Linked DNA regions of Rattus norvegicus: region 1 is linked to region 2. A link is a contact called in public Hi-C data. All regions are on one chromosome and are shown on one strand. The core of a region is the stretch at or near the end of the contact, and the rest is flanking DNA. Distances in the headings are between cores, read along the strand shown. Region 1 holds the start of Npm1 (nucleophosmin 1). Region 2 holds the start of Fbxw11 (F-box and WD repeat domain containing 11).

Evidence for each region. Hi-C and Micro-C count contacts between places; a contact is called where the count stands out from the background.
Region 1: a contact with region 2 is called in a Hi-C map of prefrontal cortex, with 5 times the contacts expected there. The contact joins the promoter of Npm1 here to the promoter of Fbxw11 in region 2. A contact is called at or near these places in 4 of 12 Hi-C or Micro-C datasets (Schwann cells, frontal cortex, mammary epithelial cells and 1 more) and 1 of 1 datasets of contacts at active chromatin or transcription factors (oligodendrocytes).

What each region holds. Positions count from the first base shown.
Region 1 is chr10:18,253,811-18,260,077 of GRCr8, reverse strand. Npm1 (nucleophosmin 1) reads left to right here and starts at 4,337. Exons shown (of 11, transcript NM_012992.4): 1 at 4,337-4,487; 2 at 5,931-6,010. The coding sequence starts at 4,430. It overlaps LOC102546482 (a long non-coding RNA gene), which reads right to left and starts at 5,037. Exons shown (of 3, transcript XR_357493.5): 1 at 4,886-5,037.
Region 2 is chr10:17,734,243-17,740,322 of GRCr8, reverse strand. It overlaps Fbxw11 (F-box and WD repeat domain containing 11), which reads right to left and starts at 3,126. Exons shown (of 14, transcript NM_001395595.2): 1 at 2,938-3,126. The coding sequence starts at 2,982. It overlaps LOC120095062 (a long non-coding RNA gene), which reads left to right and starts at 3,717. Exons shown (of 2, transcript XR_005490110.2): 1 at 3,717-4,010.

The DNA of each region.
Region 1 (6,267 bases), core at 3,088-5,587, 520 kb before region 2:
TGGGATAGACACACTGGGATACTGGGATACGCTAAGCTTCCATGACGAGATGGTTTCTTGTGCTGTTTTTTGGTTTTTTTTAGTGGGGAGGTTGCAAGGACAGAAGGTGTATACAAAGCGATGGAGAGGTAACTGTGGGGTGCATGTGAAATTCACAAAGAATCGATAAAAAGTTAAAAAAAAATTGTAGATCTACCTGCCTCTGTGTCCTGAGTGATGGGATTAAAGAAGTCTCCACTAAGCTTGACTTTTTTTTTTTTTTTTTTTTTTTTAACACAAGGTCTCTCTACATAGCATTGGCTGACCAGGCTAGCCTCTAATACACAGAGATCCACCTGCCTCTGCCTCCCGAGTGCTGGGACTAAAGGAGTCACCACCATGCCTTGTTCATCATTAGGTATTGTTAATAAAAATGAGAACAACAGAAGACGTTAAAAGAATGAAATGACAAGTTATAGGCTAGGAGAGAGTACTTACAAACCACAGAAATGAAGGGACTTGATCCAGAATACACAAGTTTCTCCCCTAAGTTACTGTAATAGGAAAATGAAAACTTAGTGGGCTGTGGGTAGATTTTAATTACTCTGCGCGGTGGTGGCACACGCCTTAAAGCCCAGCACTCAGGAGGCAGAGGCAGGCAGATCTCTGGGTTTCCAGGACAGCCAAGGCTTCACAAACTCAGTCTCAAAAACAAGACCAAGGGGGGCTGGAGAGATGACTCAGCGGTTAAGGGCACTGACTGCTCTTCCAAAGGTCCTGAGTTCAAATCCCAGCAACCACATGGTGGCTCACAACCATCTGTAATGGGATCTGGGTCATCTTCTGGCCTGCAGGCACACATGCAGACAGAAAGCTGTATGATGTATACATAATAAATAAATAAATATTAAAAAAAGAAACAAGACAAAGGGAGGGGCAAAAGCTTGGGGAAACGTATGGAAGGCTGGGGAGATGTCTGGCAGTGCAAGCAATGAGGACCGGTGTTTAAGTCCCCAATAGCCACCTAAAAAGCCTCACATATACCTGCTACCCTAGCACTGTATGTGTGTGGGGGGCATGTAACTCCAGGTTAGTGAGAGACCCTGTCTCAAGAGAACAAGAGAGAAGGCAAAAGAGTGGGAAACTGAGAGCCCTTTGGTCACATCGGTGCACGTCCCACGTCCCACGAACATACGCGCACAAGCACCGGGGCACGAGCACGCACGCATGCGCGCGCGTACGTACACATATTTTAGAGGGCTATACAGACAGAAAAAAAGCACGGGAAAAGATACTCACTGAAATTCGTAATCAAAGAAATGTTAATTAAAACCCTAAGATGCACCACATGACCAGTAGCCTTTCTAGAAGGAGACTGTTGGTGAGGATGCTGCTCTCAGATGCTCTGGGGGCAGGGCAAAGGGAGATGGGGGCGGAGCAAGGGCAAAGGAGGACACCTTTTGAAAATAGTTTGGAAGTTTCTTGGGGGGGAAATCATATTTGTTTGTTTGTTTGTTTGTTTGTTGACAGGGTCGTCTAACTAGCCTTGGAACTCACCCTGTAGACCAGGCTTTCCTCAAACTGAGAGATCCGCCTGCCTCTGCCTTTTGAGTGCTGGGATTAAAGGTGTGTGCAGGCTCTTTAGATGTTAAATGTAGATTTCTCAAATGACTTAGCCTTTCTTTTCCTATTACAGTACACCTACATGGCTACTGTCTACAGATATACCCAGAAGTTCATGGGGAAAAATGTTTCTTTTCAATTTTTTAAATATTTTATTTATTTATTATAGATGAGTACACTGTAGCTGTCTTCAGACACATCAGAAGAGGGCATCAGATCTCATTACAGATGGTTGTGAGCCACCATGTGGTTGCTGGGATTTGAACTCAGGACCTCAGGAAGAACAGTCAGTGCTCTTAACCGCTGAGCCATCGCTCCAGCCCCTTCAATTTATTTATTTATTTTTTTGTACTTTATTTATTTTAGTTATGTGAGTACACTGTAGCTGTCTTCAGACACATCAGAAGAGGGTGTCAGATCCCATTACAGATGGTTGTGAGCCACCATGTGGTTGCTGGGAATTGAACTCAGGACCTCTGGAAGAGCAGTCAGTGCTCTTAACCTCTGAGCCATCTCTCCGGCCCCCTTCAATTTATTTTTAATTGATATAAAGTACATCTATCTGTGATGTATGACACACTTGGGGACATGTATATTGTATTGAATGGTCTAATCAATGTGAATCTGGGCATTTTTTCTCATATTTCTGAAGTCACGTGGTGCAGTATGAAATACAGTTGTATAGTTGTCTTTGGCATCCACAAGGACTCTGCCCTGCCTGCACCCAGATGTGCAGATGGGAAGATGTTAAACACCATGTTCTGTGTATATGGCAACGACTGTTGAAACTGGGCATTGGCCATAGGATTCTATTTTTATGTTTTAAAGCATGTGAAAAACTAACAATAAAAGCCTGGAATCATGAAAAAAGGATAGTTCAGGCTGGAGAGATGGCTCCGTGTTTAAGAGCACTGACAGCTCTTCCAGAGGTCCTGAGTTCAATTCCCAACAACCACGTGGTGGCTCACAACCATCTGTAATGGAATATGATGCCCTCTTCTGGTGTATCTGAAGACTGCTACAGTGTACTTACATATAATAAATCTTTTTTATTTTTAAGATAGTGCTTATTTATTTATTTTTTTTTTTGGTTCTTTTTTTCGGAGCTGGGGACCGAACCCAGGGCCTTGTGCTTCCTAGGTAAGCGCTCTACCACTGAGCTAAATCCCCAGCCCCAAGATAGTGCTTATTTTGTCGTAAGGTAATACTACACAACTCCTACTCATTGTGCATGTGGTATCATGCAGAGACAGCAAAGAACATGAAGTTGGGGAGGCAGAAAGCTGAGTCTCTGTGTAGTCCTGGCTGTTCTGGAACTTGCTCTGTAGATCGCTGGCCTTGAACTCCTAGATCTTCTAGGACCTAGGCCTCTGCCTCCTGAGTGCTGGGATTAAACCAGTATGAGCTGCATTTAAATAAGATTCAGAATCCAGAAACATCAAGCAGTTTGACCTGCACAAGCTCAAGGAGTATCCCGCACCTTCTGGTCATTTGGATGGTCAAATTCTGTTCATCCGTGCGTTCCCACCCGACACCCAGTCTATCTGGTCTTTTACACACACAATTCTTCTAAGTTTCAGGATTTTCTCTGATAGTTGCAAAGTGAAATGCATTGGGTCCCATTCACATTATTGATACTGATTTCTCCAAGTTTACGATTTGACTAATAATGGGCTCACGCACATTATAGCTCGGCGGAGTGAAGAGAGTGTAAGAACATCACCTACATCCCTCCCCCAAATCCTTAAAATTGGCTTAGCTATGTTGAGTTAAAAAGATTAGGACCGGGGGTTGGGGATTTGGCTAAGTGGTAGAGTGCTTGCCTAGGAGGCGCAAGGTCCTGGGTTCGGTCCCCAGTCCCGGAAAAAAAAAAAAAAAAGATTAGGGCCGCTCTCAAATAGCGTCCAATGCTGTTCAATGATGTTTGTCAGGATCCAGTCAGAAGCACTAGTTCCCACACAAAGATTCGTATTAAAGATCATGAATTTCTTAAAAAGCCATACCCCTTTCTTTGGAATGACAAAGAGGGCCTGCGTTTTCTCAGTTCTGCACGCCCTAAAGTTTTTAGAAAGATGCTCTTTGGAGGCGACTGACTTGGGGACTCTTTGGTCCCCAAATGACGTAAGGCTGATCATTTCCAATTTGAAGATGCAGCCTCAGAAAAGAGGCACAAAAGCATGGCTACGGGGTTAGTAGCCTATCTTTGTACTTCATGACCCATCCACTCTGCCTCTACGAGAAGAGGATGAGCTAGGAGCAAGCCTTCGAGCAAGTCAAATCCTGAGGTGATTGTGCCTTTTCCAGGCCTACGGGAAACAGAAGGGCGGAGAAAAGCGAAGAGAGTCGTTCTGTGGTTCGCTACTCGCAGCCGCCATCTTTTAGGGTGGGCTGCATACCCTCTCGGCACTGCGCCCGCGAGCACCAGTAGAAGAGACGTGGAAGCCGTGTAGGCCCTGAGCGAGGCCACAAAGAGAAAAAGCGCCTGCGCTTGGCGACCATGGTGGAAGGGCGGGGGCCAGGGACGAACGCGCATGCGCAGTAATAGCCCGCCAAGCACCTGGAGGAGGTGGGGGGCGAGGTAGAGAGGCGTGGGGTTGAAGAGCGCTTGCGCAAAAGCGCGACGGTGCGGGAAGTGGGAGGGATCCGGAGGATGCTCGCGGAGGCGGGACTAGAATGGATCTCGCGAGATCTCCTGCGGCCATATATACGTGCGGCGAGCCCGCGTCCTTTCCTTGGCGTGATTCCGTCCTGCGTGTCTGTTCTGCGGAACAGTAGGCAGTTGTTTTCCGTCCGGCTTCTCTCACACTCAAGTGCGCGCCTCCACCTCATGGAAGACTCGATGGACATGGACATGAGCCCTCTTAGGCCTCAGAACTACCTTTTCGGTAACTGACTGGAAGGGAGAGCTTGCGCAGGGCCCGGTTGTGGGGGGGGCGGGAGTCCAACCGAGGCCTGGCGTGTGGGGAACGCGGCAGGGGTGGAGGCCGGAGGCCGGGGAGGAATCACCTGGGCTGCGGAGGCCTTAAGGAAAAATCTGTGACCCGAAGGCTAGGAGAACCGCGGTAACATGGGGCGGGAGCGGCCCAGCCTCGAGCCTCGGGCGTTAGAGAAGCGGTCGGCCGAGGGTGCGACCTTGCTTGTGGCGCGAACTTGGCATACGGGGACCATCTACTCCGGTGCGAGAGTGCCCGCACGGACTGCCTCCGTGTGAATTTTTTTCCCAATGTTGAGCCACGGGAGGTAGCACGGGAAAAAGGGGCCTGTGGAGTGAGGCGAGGCCTACCTCACACTGTTGGGAGGGTACATGTGCAGCTCGTTGGGTTGTCCAGGGGTCGCGTCTCCGGTGCCCGGTGGCGTCCGAGGGGTTCGGCCAGTAACGGGGACTGGTCCGAGCAGGCGCCCTAAGGCGGAGGGGCCGCAACCCTTAGGAGCACGTGGTTGCCACGTGGTTGGGGGTTAGGGAGGGGGTGTGGGCTCTACATCCGGGCTCTACGACTCTTGCCAACCTTCACCTTTGGGGTCCTGTGGCTTAGTTAAGAGTGCTGGGCAGGAAATACTTATTTCAGTCCGCGATGACGCCCGGGTTTGAAAGGTCTTTGTTCATGTCTATCTATATCCACAGTGATAAACCCATTTCTGCCTATGGTAGGCGGAGTCAGTCCCACGTTGCAGAGGACTGTACTGATGGTGCATGTGACTTGGAGTACCCCTGAATCCACTTGTCTTCATCTAGAACTGGTTCTTTTGGCTGGGATGGGGAGAGGGAAGGACCAGTTGAGCAGAACGAGGGTTCACTTTGGCATCAAGGCTTTTGGGGGTTCTCACCTGAAGACTTGATGCCCCACTCAATATGTGTTTTAAAAGAACGTCAGTTTGATTTTCAAGGACTCAAGTTTAACTTATTAACAGTACTGAGATTTGTTAAATGAGTCTAGTATTTATAGCAATTTCCCTATGCTACTTGAAAGAGAGGTAGGTGTTCTTATATGCTGATCATGAAGGCATGCTTAAGCCATTCAAAGCTGTTCCTACTGGTGATGTGTAAACATTCTCATTTGCAATACTTCTCTTCAGAACATAATTGGGTTTGTTGGGGTTTTTGAAATAGAAGGAAATATATATTGTGTTTAGCCTCAGCCAAGTAGTTTAGTTTCCAGTTTTATTTAAGTCGTTAAGTATACTGTGAAAACTGGCAATGTAGTCTTGATGTAGTTAGTACTATAAGAATGAAAACTATGGGTTTCACTTACATTGCTTTCACAGAATTTTTAAGTCTTTGGATTTTGATGTATGCCTCCTTGCTAGGTTTGCTTTCTTTTGTTTTACAGGTTGTGAACTAAAGGCTGACAAAGATTATCACTTTAAAGTGGATAATGATGAAAATGAGCACCAGTTATCATTAAGAACGGTATGTAAACTTTGAAACTACTTAGTATTTAAAAAAACTTTCAGCATCTTAGTAATTACTGATAAGCTAGGAATTTAATCCCTGAAAAGATAGGGAATTTTATCACTTGTAATTTTGGATAGCTTGGTCACTCTTGATAGGTGCCTTTTAATCTGCCAGCTTTATTCATTTATTAGGTTGTATTTCAGAGGAACAGTTTGTTTCTGTGGATTTCTAGTTCTAATTATGGGATTAATTTTCCATCAATAGTGGTGAAA
Region 2 (6,080 bases), core at 1,877-4,376:
GGAGGAAAGTGGGGAGACAGAGAGCCCATATGAGGTTTCTGTTAAGAGTCCTAGACACAGACGCACCTTTGGTAGTCCAGGCCTCAAGTAGTCACCAAGGGGACACCTGGATTTTTAAACTTAACTATTCCGCTGTCACCCACCATCTTTCTCCTCCAACTATCCCCTAGGATTGCTAGGGACAGAAGCAAAGTGTATACTATAATAAACAGGTGTAGTGTACTGGTATTCCACAACCAACACGAAGTCATTCTCAAAGTAGTATTTTAAAATATAACACAGTAGGGTATGTTGACTATAATTGAAACTGATCATAGTGAGAAACAGGTACCAACGATTTGGAAAAACTGTAGCTGCACACCTTATAAATGACTCAAGCAACGAGCCATACGCATAGACAGTAAATCAGATCCAGCAATGCAGGCCTCGGCACTACAATCTTTAGGGGGTTTGAGACTGACTTTTGGTTGGTTGTGGTTTTTTTGTTTGTTTGGTCTTTGTTTTGGTTGGTTTGGGGGATTTCATTTATTTGTTTAGGTTTTGAGAGACAGGGTTTCTCTGTGTAGTTCTGGTTGTCCTGGAACTCACTTTGTAGACCAGGCTGACTAACTCACAGAGATTCACCTGTCTCTGCTTCCTGAGAACTGGGATTAAAAGCATGTGCCACCATGCCTGGCACATTTTTTTATTACATTTCTAAGAATCCTACATTAAATCCCTTTTATGTCTTCATTAGGTGACATCTCTTCAATGTAAGGGCAAACAATATCACACAGTCTAACCCAGCCATGAGGATTTTATGGACACTAAGGAAGCATGTGCTCTACCACTAAGGTGCACCCCAGCACCTTAACAGTTACTCAAAACAAAACAGTTATAAGCTTAGAAAACCAGTAAGTGTGGGCCAGAATATTTCTTTAGTCATATGCTAAAAGACCATGCCTGAGGTTAATTACACTGTATTTCTTCTAACTCTCCTGAAAAAGAAGACATTTTGGTTGTTTTAAGTGAATATGTTTCATATGAAGCACTGGTCATTATGAAAGCAGATATACTGTTTTGTCTTTAAGAAGATGGAACATGTATCTTCATACATGAAGATACTTTGACACTTTGCCAAAAAAGAGGTCATCAGGATGGCTCAACCAAAGACACGTGATCATACATGCAGAACGAAATGAGTTCAAGTCCCAGAACCCAGGTAAAAGCAGAAGAGAATCTTTACAACATGGTCCTCTGACCTCCACAGGCCCACTGTGGTGCACGTGTGAATTCACATTAATACATAAGGCACGTTTTAAAGACATTTTGTCAAAATAACGGACTACTAAAGTTTCCCAAACTGTTACAACCGACAATTGGATGCTGAAAAAGAAAAAAGGTCCTCAGAACCTGAAGATAAAGTGACAGAATCCCTGTGAACACACACACACACACACACACACACACACACACACACACACCCCAGAAACTTCCAGGTTTGATTTTTCAACCATCCAGTTCTGCACATTGTGCTGAGTCCAGCAGACATGAGACTCTGTAGTTATGCTACTATTACTTCCATTTTAAACGTGTACCTTAGCTCCCTGGACAACATCATCCACAAAAACCATGGGCTATCCAACAGACTTTCAGTATCACCATTTATTATTTATAGCACTAAATGGGGGAAGTGGCTCTGATGTCACCAACCCTACCCAGTGGAATCACTGACTCAATAAGCATTTCACACTGGAGAAACTCTGACGAGGAAAACACATTGCTAAGTTCAGTAGATCGTTCACCTTTCCTCAGTACTGTGCGGCAGATACTAGTTGTTACGATATTAGTAGAGATACAAAGAAACTGTCAAGGTTTTCACAGGAAGAAGCCTTTCTTATGTCCCCAACTCTCCTGGGCCCAGTTTGATTTCCCTCACGTTCAAACTGGCAGGTACTACCAGCCATACTTTATTTCTTCCACCAATAAGCAAATCCTTCACTTTCCCAGCCATTCACTCACAGCCCTGTTTCCAAAAACCTTTCTAGCACCAAGTCTGAGGTCAGAAATGGGTTAGGGGTGTCCGGGAAGACCTGACCAACCTGGCTACCAAGGGTTTCTAACAGTAAAGGGATCGCTGCTTCTCGGTGGGTCAAGAACACCCCCACACACACACCGTCCCGCTTTTTATTATTAAAAGAAAAGAGGGTGGCAGTGATGAAGGCGACCTCTTCTCCCTCCCCTCTCATTTCCCAAATGATAAAGTTATGGTTTTCCTTTTCTGGGGGATGGAATTCTGAGTACCTAGGGCCCTGCTATACAAACATCCTTCACGGCAGGGTAGGAAACCCTTTGTCCAAGAAGCCTGACACCGCAGGGGCTCGGAAAAGAGGCCCCTTATCCCCTACAGCCTCAGACTCGTGGGCATGCCCAACATCCCAGTCCTGAAGGGCCTATCCTGGCATCCACACAGCGGTAGCTTGGGGTGAGGGTGCTGAGACCCACCGCCACCCCACCCCCTAAGCCTAGGTTACGGAGGCCGAAGCGGCTCCAACTGGTCTCGGACAACCTCCCACCACCATCACCCTCGGCTTGAGCGGGGCTGGGAAGCGCGATGCAGGCCTGGCAGAGGAATCCAGGGAAGGGAAAAAGAAATCCCCTTCTAAAAAGACAGTGTGATGGCAAGGCGAGAGTGAGCGGTGGCTCCGGCAGGAGCGAGGCAGGGGCGCCCGAGACTGGTCGGAGCCCGGCAAGGAGCGGGGAGGGGGTGGGGGAGTTCGCGGGGAGCGGAGGCCGGGCCGGCCCAAGAGCGCGAGGCGTCAGCAGCGAGCCGTAGCAGGGGGCCGGCCGGGCCCAGGCGACGGGGAACGAGGGCTGGCCTGGCGCGGACGCCGAGGTGGGCAGGCCCCCGGGCCGCCGGCCGGCCGGAAGAACTGAAGGCCAGCGGGCCGCACTCACCATGAGCTCGATGGTCTTGTCTTCAATCACCGAGTCGGGCTCCATGGCGGCCCCGGCGGCCCCGCCTCGCTCTCTCCGCTCAGCAGCGAACGGCCCGGGCGGAGGAGGCGGTGGCAGCGGCGGCGGCGGAGGCAGCTCTGGCACCCACTCTAGCTGCCAGCCCGCCCGGGCCGCCGGCAGCTCCGCCCTCCCCCTCGGCGGACGCAGGACGCACGGCGAAGACTACAACTCCCAACAACCGCGGCGGATCGCTAAGCCTTATGGGAACAAGAAGCCGTCGGGCCACTCTGCCAGGGTTCCGCCACGGGAGAGAGCACCTAGGGGAGGGCAGGGCTGGGAGTGCGGGGACATGCAGATCTGGAGTATCTAGGACTTGCTCGGGATAGGGCCTCGCGAGCGCCGCGACTACTTGTCCCAGAAATCCTCGCGCGCGCGGTCTCCTTCCGGTTGGTCGTTCCAGACTTCCTGGCAGCGGGTGGCTGCCCGGACCCGGACGGAAACTCCGAGGCAACTCCTCACTTGTCTGAGATCTTTGCGGTGCGACCGATTTCCGCACATGCGCAGTAGTTGTCTGCAGTGCCCACTGGTCGTCTAGGTGCTTGCGCGGCCGCCCGGTGTATTACACTTGGTAGGGACAGATGGTGGAGACAGGTGGGTCCGAGGTTGCACCAGGAGGTGTGGGAGGGGTCTGTGAGCCCGAAGATCCAACCAAGGGAAGATGGACATCTCAAGAGGAAAAGTTTGGAGGCTTGAGTTGGGAAACAGATGTATGGAGAGCTGCTACACTGGAAGTAGCTGAGCCATGAGAAAGAAGCTGATCATTTTGAAGACATTTTTAAGCATTCCGTTGCTACTAGTACTGCCCTAAGCTCTGGAAATGACAGGCGAGACCTCTGTTCTCGTGAAGCTTAATTCTAATGGGAAGACAGCAGACATTCACCAAGAGTTAGAAATGCTGTGAAGAAACACATCTAGAGACTTCCAGTGAACTCTTCCTCTTAACTCTGTGTGCCCTCCAAGTTGTCAGTACCCTCAAACCAAAAACCCCCAGGAATACGCTGTAGTTAAACAAGGTGGGTTTATTTTAGCTGAACTAGAAGAGAACATGCACCACGATGAATCATGGACGTCTCAGTAAGAGACATTAGGTAATGTAGAAAAGGATTTGAAGGGGCTCTGGAGCGCATACTGCCAGGAAGTGGGGGTAATAAGGTTGGACACCTTATCTATGGGAAGTTATATTAGATTGAAACTAATCCAGTAATTGATGACAGCCTCTTGTAGCCGTGTGTCAGGGGCTTAGACAATGTTCATGTTTTATCTGTGTTCACGAGTAATTATGGAGTGGTCTTGTTTTTGTCTTGATCCATAAGATAAGGCCGTTCTGTGGCCTTGTCTAATGTTAATGGTCTGTGAAGTTGTTTATGTTTTACTGGAGATCTGGCTGTAGAAACCAAGCTCTGGCTATTATCGTGTATCTCGAGGGCCTGGCTCATTGTACCCAACCCACTTCACAGTAGCAGTGACTTGAGAAGCTTTCCTGCTTCTCAAGTGTGTTTCAATTCTTTGCCCCTGTAAAGTGGATGACTTAGAACTCTTCCCATTTCCAAAGAGCAAGCAAGGCATTACAGTAATCTGTATGCATCTAAACCACAGTATAAATTCCCTGCAGTTAGAGTCTGAAATGTTAGAATCTTTATCTAGTGGCTTTCACCAAGAGATTGAAAGAAAAACACCTGGGAAAAGCCCAGAATTAGAGTTACTGCCAATACCTTGCTGTCTGGATTTCCCCAAACTCTCCTCCCTTTCTGGGTTTGGGACAGTCAGTAGCGTAATGAGGTTAGGTTAAATGACCTCTGTTTCAGTTACCTATTGCAACATAATCCTCCATCCCAAGGTGTGGTGGCTTAGAATAACAATGGCTTATTATTTTATACAATTATGTAAATTAACCAAGCTCATCTGGACCAATGTGATGTAAGCTGAGGTTACACATGGGGCTTTAATCAGCTGGGAACACCTTCAAAATGATATCTCATCTTCTGGAGCCTCTCAAGCTTCTGGAAGGTGGGTTCAAAACAGGACAGGACCCATCAGCAAATGGTTATCAAGCTTTCTGATTGCTGCACTGGTCAAAGCAAGTCATGTCCAAGCCCATAGCAAGTGTGGGAAGTTCTATGAATACCGAAAGACTAGTTTATTGGAGTTCACCAATTTAACAGCCAACCAAGACCTTGAAGTTGTCAGTACCTTTCATATGAGATAGCATGTAGGGGAGCACAGGATGAGTATGAACTTCCCATGTGTTTGTTTTAGCCTAAACTACCATATTCATTTTTTTTTTAAAAAGTCACACACTAAGTGTGGTAGCACACACCTTTAATCCCTGCACTTGGGAGGAGACAGAGGCAAGTGGATCTCTGAGTTCAAGGCCAGCCTGATCTAAAAAGGAGTTCTAGGCTGTTAAACCGAGAAACTATGTCACAAAACAAACCAACAAACAAAACAAAAAACTCTGGCATATTCCTAACCTGAAGGCCCTGGGTTGAACCCATAGCACTGGCGAAATCAGTCAGTTAAAAGTTTCACACCTTAAAAAAAAAAAAAAAAAGTTTCACACCTTAGGGGGCCTAAAGAGATGGACCCAATGGCTAAGAGCGTTTTCTGCTCCTGCAGGTGTTGAGTTCAGCTCCATACTGGGTACCTCACAACTGCCTGGAACTCCTGTTCTAGAACTAATGCCCTCTGGTAGTCCCTGCAGGCAGCTGCATGCCTGTGCACACACCTGAACACACACAGAGTTTTTAAAAAAAAATTACATCTTCAACTTCACATTTAAAATCTGTGTTTTAACTCCTCTTGAAAAATGAGAATATCTGAGAGATCTATGACAACAGCACGAAGTGGCTCAGTATCAACCATAAGTAAGGTCCCACCATCGCCATTACTCCTTGTACTGTTACGTGTGTCTCAGCCCATTTTTTGCTACTGTATTAGAATATGTGAAAATGAACGATATATATGCATATATATGTATATACACACACATATAATACACACACACACACTAAAGAAGCTGGGCAGTGGTGGCACACCCTTTAATCCCAGCACTTGGGAGACAGAAGTAGAATTCAAGTGCGTTC